Linked DNA regions of Drosophila melanogaster: region 1 is linked to region 2. The links are chromatin contacts, called in public targeted proximity ligation maps. All regions are on one chromosome and are shown on one strand. The core of a region is the stretch at or near the end of the contact, and the rest is flanking DNA. Distances in the headings are between cores, read along the strand shown.

Region 1 (6,301 bases), core at 1,376-3,875, 36 kb after region 2:
TTACACGTGGCTATATAAACAGCATCGAAATATTATTACAAAGATAATATAGTTGTATCTTTGTTTTTAATCGAAATGGTCAATCTTTTTCAATATGATAAATATTTGGTTAATCATTAAGTCATATAAATCAAATTAATAAACGACGTTGAATCAAGTGACGAGTGAACTTCGTCTGCCTTTCATTTCACATTCACAGCAGTTGATTATAGGAACTCAAATTGAATTAGATTTGCCCATTGATTTGCATTTCGCACCCACAAATTCCGCCACCCGATGATAATTGCCAATTTGGGTGGAAAGCCGCCTCCTCTGGCGAGCTGGAAAATGTCGAAAAACTATTGAAAATCAATTTGCATTCCGCACCAGAAACATCCAAATAATGCGATACTAATTCCCCTCTCGAAAACTTTAATACCTCAAAATCCAATGAGGCAATCGGCAAATGAAAATCTTTTCGAGGGAAGCGAAAGAAAAACAAGAAGCAACCGCACTTCAAAAGCAATTTCACCTTGTTTTTCCAAAAACAAATACACACTGAACCAAAATTCAATTCACTAAACAATGGCGCAAGGCAAATCTCTTTTCGGCCATATATAACTTTTCGGTAAGGAATTTCCCAAACTGCTCTTCAAGAATTTTCACGAGTGGTGGCGTCTCCTATTTTTAGGCCCACTACAAAAACACCCTACAGTGAGCGCTCGGAAAAGTGAACTTTTAGTATAATCTTATATATAATAATATATAGAAGAACTAAATGGTAGATTTTCCCAAATTTTACTTTGAATTTGATAAGGAGTTTGAATTATTTTCTAGTTAGTTATATTAAGTCAAGTAAGTATTTACCTCATATATAGTTACAAATATTTATATACATAGTAAATATGTATATTTATATATGGCAAGTACTATTTTTATAAAACAGGAAACGGAAGTATCTTTCGCTCTAGTTGAAAATATTTAATGAGAGCTAAATATATAAATACGAAAAGGGGGGCATGGCAGGGGGAAAACTCAGCGCTGGAATTTTGTTGTTGCTCCAGAAATGCCGGCAAATGAAAAGCGCAGGTCCGCAAATGAAAAACAGAATGGAAAATTCAAAGAGAGAAAATTTTCAGGGAGAGAGCACAACAATAGCAGTTTGAGAGGCGCCGCAAGTTTGCGAAGCACTGCTTCAAGCAGTGCAATATTTACTGTTTATCGCATGCGAGAAATTTCTCGCCGATGTTTTGTGTGACTCCAAAACTATACGAAGAAAATTAATTTTGTAAATGATCGTTCAAATATATTTACGAACTTAATATTTAAAGAGACAATTTATAAGATTCAAATATTATGTTTAAATGTTTTCATTATTTATGGATAAATAAATTGGAAATCATATTTGCACATTATATTTTTATAAACAAATGGAGTTTGTGCTTAACTCATTTATGGTATCCAACATCTTTGGTAATACTATTTTAAAATAGTATTGTGCTTTTGAGTTCTCCCAACAGTTCAGCGTTTTATTCAATCGTCAAGGAAAGTTTTCCACCCACCGGAATAAAATTCCACTTCATTCCGAGCGAACAATTCGTCTTCAATGTCAGTTTTTCCTCGATTTCCCCGCCCATTTTCCCCGAACTTCTTATCCTTCAGCAAAATTAACTTGAGAATCTTGATAAAAGGGCTGCCATTCATTCATTCAGCAGCTTTGCCGAAAACTGTTCTCAATGCCAGAAGCTGCCAACTTAATTTATATTGTATTTAAAATGCAAAATGCACAGCATTCAACAATGGGCGAGAGCAAAGAAAGTGGGCGCTCTTGGGAAAGTGGGCGGGGCACAGCTGAAAAGCTGCTAAAATTTAACAACTTGACAAATTGAATGTTTGTGGAGTGGGCAAAGCGTAACAGCAAAGAAGGCGCCAAACTGAAACAAAATTTCTATTTTCAATCTAAACACTAAAATTCTATTTTCACTTTTGATTAATTTAAAGCAAATGTTTCTATATCCTTGAGTATTATTCGTGATCAGACTATAAGTTTTGAGCAGTGTAAACACAATCAGCTGCATCTAAACAATAGGAACAGCAATGCAAAGGGCTAAGAAAAATGAGGCTCACATAGCCAAGTAGCCAAGGCAACCCGTTTCTCTGAGGTCTTCGCTGTGGAATTCCTCTTGGAATTTTCTATTTCGGAGCTGCGCAAGGAATCTCTGGCAGTCATAACGATAATTGACAATCTGGCCAACACAAATTAACATTGCCAGAGGTCAAATTGCATTTGCTCAGGGAATTTTTCTGATTGCTTCCGTTTTTATTTTTTATTTTTTTTCTCCAAAAACATCTAGCAAAAAACATACATAGGTAAACAAAAGCGCTATTAAGAATGCAGTGCACGCAGCGCAAAGCGGCCATAAAGACGTTTGGGCCAAATTAAAACGGGCCAGAAACGTAGTAGGAAAAAAAAACAATACTACAGCAAATGAGCAAACGTGCCAGGGTCAAGAGTGACCTCTAACCCACCGCCCACCGCCCCTTTTCGTGGGCCGCCCACCAAAGCCGATAGTGAAGCCAAAAGTCCACTTAGGTTTTACTATAAAAGCCAGGGCTTCTGCGTTTGTTTAATCATATCAGTTTCTGTTCAATCAGCGGATATACCACCAAAATCAATCAATTCAAGATGTTCAAGTTTGTGAGTATTTAAAGGGATATCAAGTAAATACCTATGAAGGATACAAGTATCTGACAAAAGTGAATTCTGAAATAATGCAATCAGAGGTTCTATTAAGCTCCTTTCAAGTCACAACATAAGATCTATTTGAATCTAAGGAGTTTTATTGTTGTGGCAGCTCCAAAAGACTGTAATTATTTCCTTGGCTAATGAAATCCCCCCTCACCCTTTTCACCCAACTTTTCTAACCAGTTCGCTCTGTGCCTGTTCGCCCTGTTGGCCGTTGCCTGTGGCAAGCCGCAATTCCTGACCGCCTACAGTGCGGCCTCGCCTGTGGTTGCTGCCACGCCCTACGCCTACTCGGGCGGACTCTACGCACCCACGTACAGTGCTGCCTACACCAGCGGCGTCTATGCCGCCACGCCCTACGCCTACGGAGCCTATCCCTACAGCTCGCTGTACCTGAGACGCTGAAGTTCCCACACCATCGAATGCACACTGTACAACGATAATTCCCGATGACGTCGAACTAATGAACAAATAAACCTGATAAAACAGATAAAGATTCGCATACCAAAGGCCAGCTATTTGCTGTCATTTGCTTGGAGCAACTGCAGATTAAAAGGGGCTGCAAAATGAAAGTGGCATTGGCTCTACACTCGCAGAAAAACACTTGTTAAATAATTGAAAAAAAAAAAATTAAACATACATAGCCATTGATTATCGAAATATTTGCTTATATTCAATTGGGTTTTCACATTGGTGATATATGAAAGCTTTCTTTTGTTATAAAAAAAGAAAACATTCTGATAGTTTTTCGCTCAGTGCACAGTGCTTGTGGAAGCAAAGAGGCGTATTTTAGAATATTTACGAATTTGTTTCTGTCGTTGCTGCTGGTTTTCTTGGCAATTTCCATTAGCTATCAAAAACATTCGCTTTGGCTCGTATATCATGTTTCATGTGGCAAAACGGGGCGTTTTGGGCGGTAATTGTGGGCTAAAAGGGGGCTAGCGAATGGTGGGGGGTTGTGCTTTGGATAGTGTGAAAGGGTAGGAGTCACAGGGGTCGGGGGTCAACTGTCGCTGGCATGCGTCGGCGTGCATTTGCATCGCAGCTAAAATGTGCAAATTATGGCAACTAAGTTGCAATGGGTTAAGTGGAGTGCACTCGAAAAAATAACTGATAAATATAAGAATTTTGAGCATGAAAAATTATGCAATTCAAAAGGATCAAAAGAAAACGGGTAGTAAAAACCGCAGATTAAAAATGTTTATATGGCATAAATATTTAAAAAAATACATCTTCTTTTCTAGCTGTTTAAATGGATTTTTAGAAATGATTCAAATTTATAGGAATATTTTTTAGTTTGAAACTGATTTTAAAGCTACCTAAGCACAATATGTTTATAAAAATTGTGCCAAAATAGTTTGCAGTCACAAATAATTGCCTAAAAAATATAGGACTTTCTTTGAGCTGCTGTTTCACTTTCCCCGCCGCCATCTTAGCACACAGCCCTGCATTTCCTGTGCACACTTTCCCCTTTCCATTTCCCATTTCCCCTTTCCCTACTCCCTTCCTCTTTCCCCTTTCCCCTGCTGCCCTACTGCTACTGCTACTCCTATTTCTCATTTTTTTAGACGTCAGCTTCAGTGTCGCCATTTGCATAATGCGTGTGTGTTAGTGAGCTGCTGTGCTGGTGTTTGCAGCATCCTTTCAGTCGCATTGTGCACCGTGGTGCTGTGAAAAATAAAAAGAGCATCGAAATGCATATGGAAATTGGCCCGAAATGAGAAATATGTGCAACATCCTGAATAAATGCATTTAGATAAGGCAGAATGTGGTTAAACGTTGAATAATGTACATGCTAATGTTGTTTTCCACTTGATTGGCCAACAAGAAGAAGGCATTTCGTAGCAGAATAATGTGGCAAAGCATAAATAATGTAAATAATGAGTAGCAAATAAATCAAATACCACAAGGATATGAATTCAATTTAAAAGCATACGAAAATGCTGAATACTAACTGAATTCATAGAAGTGTATTTCCAATAAATATACTGATGTGAAATTGGTAAACTTAAGAATAAATTTAAAGATTTGAGGCCTAAACATTTAATGTTGCCGCATATTTTACCACCAAGCGGAGAATAAAAATGCCAATCAACTTTTCACTTAACTTGCCATTAATTTCACATTGTTTTCTTAGGACTTTGTCGCCCGAAGAACAAACAGAAACTGTTTTTCCAGCCCGACACACCACGGTATATTTGCACAGAGGAAATGCGAAAGCGAAAAGCGGGAAAAGTCTGTCATCAGCAGGGTGCCTACCTCAAGAAACTTGTTTTCTATTCGTTTTCCCTTTGAGCGTGGAACGAACTTTAAGATGTGTATTACAAAAGAAAAAAATTAATGAAGGCGAATTTTGTCAAAATCTAAATCTAATTTGCATCGTGGGGCGGATAATGTTGAGCTGCGTGGGGTGCTGACTTGGAAATGAAAAACCCACGCGCCTTGCTTTTCCGATTTTCCCGCCCACCGTCGACGTCTTTTTCACATACGCACACGCAGGGGAATGTCAAAAGTCATTGCATACTTTTCGGGCGCATTTCTACCAACATCCTTATATCCTTCGATTTGCCAGACTGCGTAGTCCATCAATGTCAAACTTACCTGCAAGAGAAGAGAAGAAGCAAAAAAAAGGTGATGAGATAAAAGAGATTTCGTGGTCTGAGCAATGGCAGGAATAATTCAGGCTAAATAAAGTTAAGTGTTTGTTCGGGGCCCTCAGCTAAATGGCAATTTCAAATGAGCCATTGGAGAAATTCGGATATTAGGCGACTAACAGATGCACTTTCTACTAACTCATGGGTATAGAGTAAAGAATAGTTTCGGCTTTAAATTTGCTATATTTTCTAATCATTTTTCACAAGCTTTCAAATCAACAAAGAACGCTGAATGTTATTCCGTAAGCTTCAGAGTATGGAGCACTGCCTTTTTATCAATCTTTTTTGGCAGCCCACGCAATGTTTGCTTTTAAAATGTTTTCTTTTGTGGCCATTGTGTTGGGTAAATGGCACGTCAAATCAAATAAAAATTAACGTCAGTATTAGTCTGAAGCAAGTCTGATAATTTAATGTATAAAAGAAAGTAAGCATGTGAGTTTGTTTAAACGTGGCTATAAGGTTGAGTAAGAATACTCAATGTATGAATATATCCTTTTCAGAAAAAATTCAACATTTAAAGAAGAGTGAGCTGTATACAAAAGTTTAAACAGCTATTGAAATCACTTTTATTAATACCAATTTTTTTCTAAGGCTCCGAGCAATTTCCTTATTAAATTCCGAGTAAATCGTTTCCTTGGCTATAATTTATTATTAAATCATAGCGCTTATCAATTTTCGCCCCTGATTAATGAGGGCCGCAGGCGAGGAATCAAGGCAGACAAGCAATTAATTGCCGGACTATTAGCAGGACGAACAAAAGGACGAAACAAAGCACTCAACAAGTGATTACACCAAGCTATCCTTCCACGGAGGGTCGGTTTCGTGTTTCTCTTTTACTAAAAACATATTCAAGTCCTCCACAGCAAGGATAAGAAATTCTGGCTCCTTTTTATCCGGGCATTATTAAAAATTAATCGCTAAA
Region 2 (6,977 bases), core at 4,288-6,787:
GAAAAGCTTTTGGCTCTCTTAAAATTTTCCCGGACTCTCTTACGACAATGAAAATGCTCCCTTTTGCATTAAAAATGCGAGTGACGCAAGTTATCAAAAATTTATCAGCAAAAAGAGAAGAGCAACAGGAATAACAATGATGTGCCATTCTCCTCTAAAAAACTAAAAAAAAAAAAAACTATTCCGGGCCATAATTTAGATTTCCTTTTTCCTTTCGACGATGCAAACAGGTTGTTTGCTCGGTAGACAAAGGAACTGGAACGGTGTCCCCAATTTTAGAGTAGATTCTACAGCTTGATTTTTGGGTTAGAAAGAAGCGGCCGAAGTAGCCAGAGAATTGGCCAAATTAAATTTTAATAATTAAATGCACACGGAGACGAAGGCACGTGCAAAATTTGCATGCCAAACTCGTTTAAGAACCCAGCTCAGCGAGCATATGCCGTTGCATAAATAAAATCGCTTTAAAGCGCCCACACTCGACACACCGAATGACAATGACAGGGATGAATCCCGAGTCCTGGATCCAGGATGTTCCCGCCAGGCAATGTCAACTTTGATTGAACGGACAGGACGACAGGGATGCCGCCGCCTCCTCGATTGAGAGGACTCGTCCTCCCCCTGCCCCGAAAGCATTTGCATAAGACTGCGGGACTTACACAATGGTGAGCTGCAGAGGGGAAAATGCGGAAAAGCGGATTGGAAAGTCGGTAGAGAAAATCATGTAAATCGCAAAGGACGCATTTATGCAGGCAAAATAGTCGTTACGGAACAAATCGGGAAGAGCTCTCCAGCAAAATCGATACAAATTATTTTGAATTATTTTTCGTAATCGAACGAAGCGATTACAGTCGTTAGCCCAAGGAGCATTTGAAATTTGCAAGCTACGTGGCATATTTCATTTGTTAAATAATGAGATAGTATTAGGCAGGATTAAAAAATATTTATAAAATTTTACCTAGTTGTAATTAAATTTGGTATTTGTTACTAATATTAATGGTTTGACCAAGTTTTAACTTCCGCAGCAGTATAAATTGATGAGGAAAATATGTAAATACATACGTGTGGCTTTTAAATCAGTCGCATATTATGCGGGCTTAGTCATACATAAATTTACTAAAAGCAAATTCAATTCGCATTCCTTTAAAACCACAACAAAACTGTTTCACATATGAATAACGCCCCTGCGCAAAACTGATCCCAGGAAATCTTGGAAAAGTCCATGGAAAGGCAGGAGGAATAGCTTAGATAAACTACAGAATCCTTGGGGCCGGCGGACGTAATTCATTTTTATGAGCTGCCACAACTTGTTGGCTCTGGACAGCTTGGTTTTAGCCAACTTAACGAAAACAAATGATAATCATTTTCGTTCTCATTTTCCGCCCGCAAAATGCAAATAGACCGAAAAACAAGTCGGCAACTTGGCTTGGCTAAATAGATAAATAGAAAGTCCTGCTCATGGCCAAGGTTGTCTACCTTTTTTGTTTTTGGGACGAGTGCCAAATGGCTGCGACTTGGTTGCAGGAAAATATCCGCGAACAATGGCGAACAAAAGCGAAAAAATCACAGAGGAAATCCTGCAGACAGACGACAGTGACAATAAATATACTCGACTGCAGACAAGTCCAAGGATAAGCCCATAATTAACTTGGCCAACACAACATGTCGAAGCTGAAAGAGAGCAGCTTAAATTGAAATTGTCCTGTCCTACCAGGAACAAAAAAGGACATATAAATCATGCGGGGGGCGTGGAGCCAGTATGGGGAACAAGGTGGTCTACAGAAAATTGTTGCACAAAAATGCGTTGTAATTGCCGAAATCAAATGGCCGTAATTTACGTTGACAAGGACATGGAGGCACAACTACGCTTTTATTTATGCAAATCTCCCAGCACAGGATGCGTGTGCATGTGTGTGTGTGCATGTGTGTGTGTAGGTGGACAGTTGAGGGAGCTGATGGCCAAAAATGTTCCATATTAGAATTATGCAAATAAGGCAGAGTCCACGTCGATGCAGGATTCAGATTGTGCTGAGAAAAAAAGGGGAAGGAAGATGACTGTGTTTAGGTATGCCTAAATGTCCTTGGGCCCATATCCGATCGGAGTTTGTCGAGCGTCGAACAATGGCAGGCAATTTGAGGGACAAGTTTAAGCTGTTTGAAATGTTTAATTTGAACCAATTTCATTTCAAGTTTGCAACGAAAACTTTTGTTCGTCTGCCCAAAAACACACAGACCTTTGGAAATTCGCTTGCACATGCTGCAAATGGTAACAATGGCCACTTCTCAAGAAATTAAACAAGTTTTTCACACCGTAAATTTTTAATTTTAAGCTCAATTCTTTATACAAGTATCTTTTTTGCTAGCTCGATTGAAGGTCAGTTACTTTACTTTAGATAAGGAAAGTGTTTAAAAACGCTTCTATTACCTTAATGCCTTAAATACCAACATATAAGCTAAAGACAACCTCTTTAGAAACCAATATATCCAGTTGAGAATATCCTCTTTTTAACTCAAATATCCCAAATTAGTTACTGCTACTTCGAACTACTCGGTGACTGTAATGTGACACATTAAGCGGCACGAATTGAATTTTCCCCGAAACCGTTAGCCGGAAAAGCCAGCCTGGAATGCCTTTGATCAACGACTCATCAGCTGGTATAAAAAAAAAATGAAAATAAAAAATAATAATGTCAGGACAAGCCGCCGCCGCATACGGAATACTTTAAAAGGAATTCCGAAGGTTCTTCCTTCGCTCGGAGATATTTATGTATAAATTTTTTCCTTTCTTTTTTCGGAGGCGATGGGAAGGTGAAGGACACGGCATCGCATGTCCTTGCGTTTAGTGGCTCTATGTGTGTAATATAGAGCAGATATCCGTTGCTACTCTTCCCCCGTAAATCAACGGAACTGGGGAAATCACTTAGGACCATGACGCTGCCCTGATAAGTTGGCGGTTTCAAAATTAATGGAGACGTTCGCCTTGCTCACGGTTTTTTTGCCCCCAGAAGGCTATTAAATGGGTGTGCGCGGCTTCTAGATTTTACTGCAATGCTTAGATTGCATTTTTTAGCGCCAGATTTTTGATAATTCATGGCCTGAATTCTCCTATCCATTCTTCGAATTTAAGAGCTCTATGTCTTAAATTTCAATTGATTGAACATGATTTGTGATAACCGGCAGAGTGCCATAAAAAATACACTTTAATAAACACAGCCGACGACCCCAAAGTAAAAGCTTTCCAGCAAGCTTTTCCAATGCTACGGTTCTTAGCTGATTTTCCTACTCTATGAAGCTTTCAAAGCTTTTACCTGTTACTCAGCAGCTTATTAACATGTGCTGTTAACTATGTTTTAAAAAAATTCAAATCTTAAACGTTATAAAACTTACGCTATTGAAAACCTGGACACGTTTTTCTTGGGAAAACTCACCTGCAATGAAAGAAACAAGAATTTTATTATTCAAAAGTTGACAAGTCGGTTGGGAAAAAATCAATACAGTAAAACGCACGCTGAAGTGCACTTAAGAAAGGTATTCACACTCACACAATTTCACTGAGAGAAAATAAGTGGAAATAATATTTTATTTCAAATTTAAATGTGCACTCTATTTACCATGGCGTGCCATAGATGTGTTCCATAAGATTTTCTTCTCTTTTAAGAGAGCATTTCAATGTTAAAACATTTTTTTCCCAGTTTATATACACATGATGAGACATATTTCTGAATCTTTTTGTTGCCGTTCAGTAGTCATCAAGTGGCCCCCCAGGCGACGAATGGCGAACAAGCTGAGACGATGAAAAGGGGCTCAGCAGACCACTTAACCTTGATGATCGGCACACTCCAGCTAAGCCCCACCCACAATCCAGCTCCCAAGTGCCACCCTTTCGTTCCCCCAATTCTTGTTCACTCGTTTATTTCGCCTCAGTTACAATTCAAGTCATCAAGATTAATGCGACCCTGTCGCTGGCACGTTGTCAACGAGATAAATCACAACAAATTTGCCCACATGGCGTATGCGCAACATTTTACTTAATTAAGTCTCGGGCTGTCGAAGATAGTTAGTCCACAGGCGAAAGACCAGAAAGTAGATCAGCTCGAAGCCACTGATGAAGGAGCAGCCAATGCAAATGCCCAGAACGCCGCCAACGTTTGCTTTTGGTTAAATAAATATGCATGTAATTTCGGCATGTGTATTTGTGTTAAACGTTAAACAAACTTACACAGCATTTGATACCAATGATAGAGTATATTTGTTTTGTACCGCTGTCGGTGTGGCGTTTTAAATTTAAAATTCAACTCACTTCTCCAAGGATGCAAATGCCCAAGGATTTGTTTATTCAATCTGTAAAACAGTTGATTGCAGAGCGGCAAACATTGCGGACATTGAGCTGGTGACCAGTTTCCTGGATTATTTTAATAAGAATTGATTACCTTTGAGGAATTATAAGAAATTCGAAACTCACTTTCTACCAACTGCAGACATCTTATATTCTCCAAAGTGCAATACCCAAACTTTTGCGTTCTAAACTCGAATGGATACGGCACACACTGGCAATTAATTAGCGTGGCTTTTATTCTACACTCATGAAGGCACTTTTCCCTACTTTCACCCTCTTGAGAAAAATAACAAGCTCGCTTTTCTACGGCATACTCGTTTAATTGAGAATTTCCCTGAAGTTCCATAACTTCTATTTCCACAGCTGCCATTTCGCCAGGGTTGATACTAACTCTACCCTGCCAACTTGGAACATGTAAACTAAAGCCAGGAAGATTTCCATTTAAAGGATATTCATCAATTTGTGAAGAATCCATAAAAAGGGTGAGTTCTCCAGTGAGATTACTATTCCTTAAGACACAACAATTTCCATCATTATATGCTTTTAAAGTAAATAACTTCAAGCAATTGGCAGGAATATTATTCAACTTACACTTGAGTATTAAAGATTCACACGCTGGTGTTAGGGCAAGTAAAAAAGAAGAAATATTCTTTATATCAAGTAAAGAATTTAAATCATCAACATTCTCTGCTTTTACAGACAAAGCATCAAAATATCCAGAAAGCAATGATAATTTATTTAGCCAGTAATCCAGCGATTTGTTTTGAGAACTAACTAAATCATGAGCAGAAGCTAACATATTCCTGTAGCTAAACTTATAACCACTACATATTTTTAGCTCGGGAAAATGTATTTCATCTTCCAAAACTTTTAATTCCGAGAGATCTGCAATTGTTGAATAGCTGAGGAATTCCAGAACCATTGAGAACACTGCATAACTAGCGAAAAGTATGCCAAAGCTAATAAACAAAAACCAGAATATTCTTTGAATTCTGCGTTTTCTAATAAAATACAGCAGGCCGAAGCCGTTGAGGCTTGTTTTTCGAAAATATTCCACAACCGTTTTATTGAAAGCTGTCACAATGCGAGACATTTTGGCGGTACTAAATTGTCTTTCGATGTCTACAGGATATTTTATAGCTTTTCTGTGACTAATTATGATGTTGAGATAGTAGATTATATAGCGAAGATAGCTAATCGAATATCTTCAGTCAAATAAATAACATCAAATTATATTTAATTCAACAAGTGGGGGCGTGGCTGAGTAGCCATTAATGGTAGTGGAAACTGTCGAGTATCGCAAGTCGAACATGCAACGACTGTCAAGTATAATTTACTACAATGTGCTGCAAGATACACAAAGCAGACACACAGATACGTGCAAGAACAGATACACACCCACACACAGGGAATTCTAAATATCACGCTAATGTGAAGGGTTGCATATTAATGGGATTCAGTTGGGGAGTCCCAATTTCTAATGTAAACGATGATTGCCGAATTCTCTGTAAAGCCTTTGAGATGTTTATTTTAAGTGAATAGTAGGTAGCTTAGTCATCTGGTCAAAATTGCAGCATAGAAACGGATTGTATAAATTCTAAGACAAGCTTATAGCTTAAGAAATCTTCTTAAAGTCAAACGGTAAATATTCCAAAAACTTAACTGTATAATTCTATGTCAGCTTAAATCTGTGGCACTTGTTGGTTGCCATAACTATGAATAGAACTAATCAGAAAAGTGTATATGTTTTTGTTGCCCAAAAGCAAGAAATCTTCTCTTTCACACATGCATCCCTCTCTTTCACTTCTAGTACACCCCTCTCTTTCCAGCCACTATAAACCAACTGGGCAAACAAGTTGGAGAACTAAAACGCAATGCGAACAAACAACAACATCTGTGGGATAAAACTAAATAAAAGTGAACAACAAATTCCAATAAGAACCACACACACACATTCTAATGCATTTCGACACACATACGTGAGGAATAGAGAAGAAGAAGCAATCATACAACCCACACACAATAATTTCCGGTTCAATTAAACGCTTGTTTATTTATTTATTTATACGTAGCTTCTACGGGTTTTCCTTCTAAGATCGGAGGAGTAGAAATGTGGAAGGTGGGAACGTTGTGTTTTCGATTTAATTTTGGGGGCATAGACTTAGAAGAAGAAGAAAAAGAGCCAGACGAAATTTCACACATTTGTTTATGAATGAACTTGGCCCAGAGAAAAGGCAAAACAAAAAATTTGGCACAAATGTCAAAAATCAAATGAGTTTTTTGTTGAAATGTTTTGGGAAAACTTCAATGAATAGCTTGCCCACAATAAATTACAATTAAGATGATTTTAGCCAAGCGAAATAAAAGCAGTTCAGAGAAATAGCTACCATAATAAATAGCCAACAAAATAATAAAGTTGTTAATAACCGTGAACAAACCGTGCAAATTGTTAATGCTGTCAAGAAAGTGGCGAACGGATTAGCAAATTGGTTAAGAGCGAATGCCAGCAGCGAAATTTATGCAGCTGCGAAGGCACGAAAATTGCTAAAGGGAAAAAGGGGCAGGGAAAGTGGAAAATGGAAAAGATAGGAGTGGCATTGAAGGGGTAATTCAAGGGGCAGGAAGGCAAGGGCAACTAACCGCA

What was found.
Region 1: a targeted proximity ligation map of the Kc167 cell line shows a contact between it and region 2, with 2.8 times the contacts expected there. A contact is called at or near these places in 24 of 107 Hi-C or Micro-C datasets (the Clone 8 cell line, the Kc167 cell line, the S2 cell line and 10 more) and 1 of 7 datasets of targeted methods (the Kc167 cell line).

The regions. Positions count from the first base shown.
Region 1 is chr3L:3,788,179-3,794,479 of dm6, forward strand. CG32266 reads left to right here and starts at 2,626. Exons shown (of 2, transcript NM_168040.2): 1 at 2,626-2,677; 2 at 2,909-3,382. The coding sequence starts at 2,666. The coding sequence ends at 3,130. All of the region lies in intron 2 of CG32264, which reads right to left.
Region 2 is chr3L:3,749,664-3,756,640 of dm6, forward strand. It overlaps ppk27 (pickpocket 27), which reads right to left and starts at 5,538. Exons shown (of 3, transcript NM_139569.2): 1 at 4,460-5,538; 2 at 4,217-4,399; 3 at 4,030-4,148. The coding sequence starts at 5,426. The coding sequence ends at 4,030. The region is part of intron 5 of CG32264; the gene reads right to left.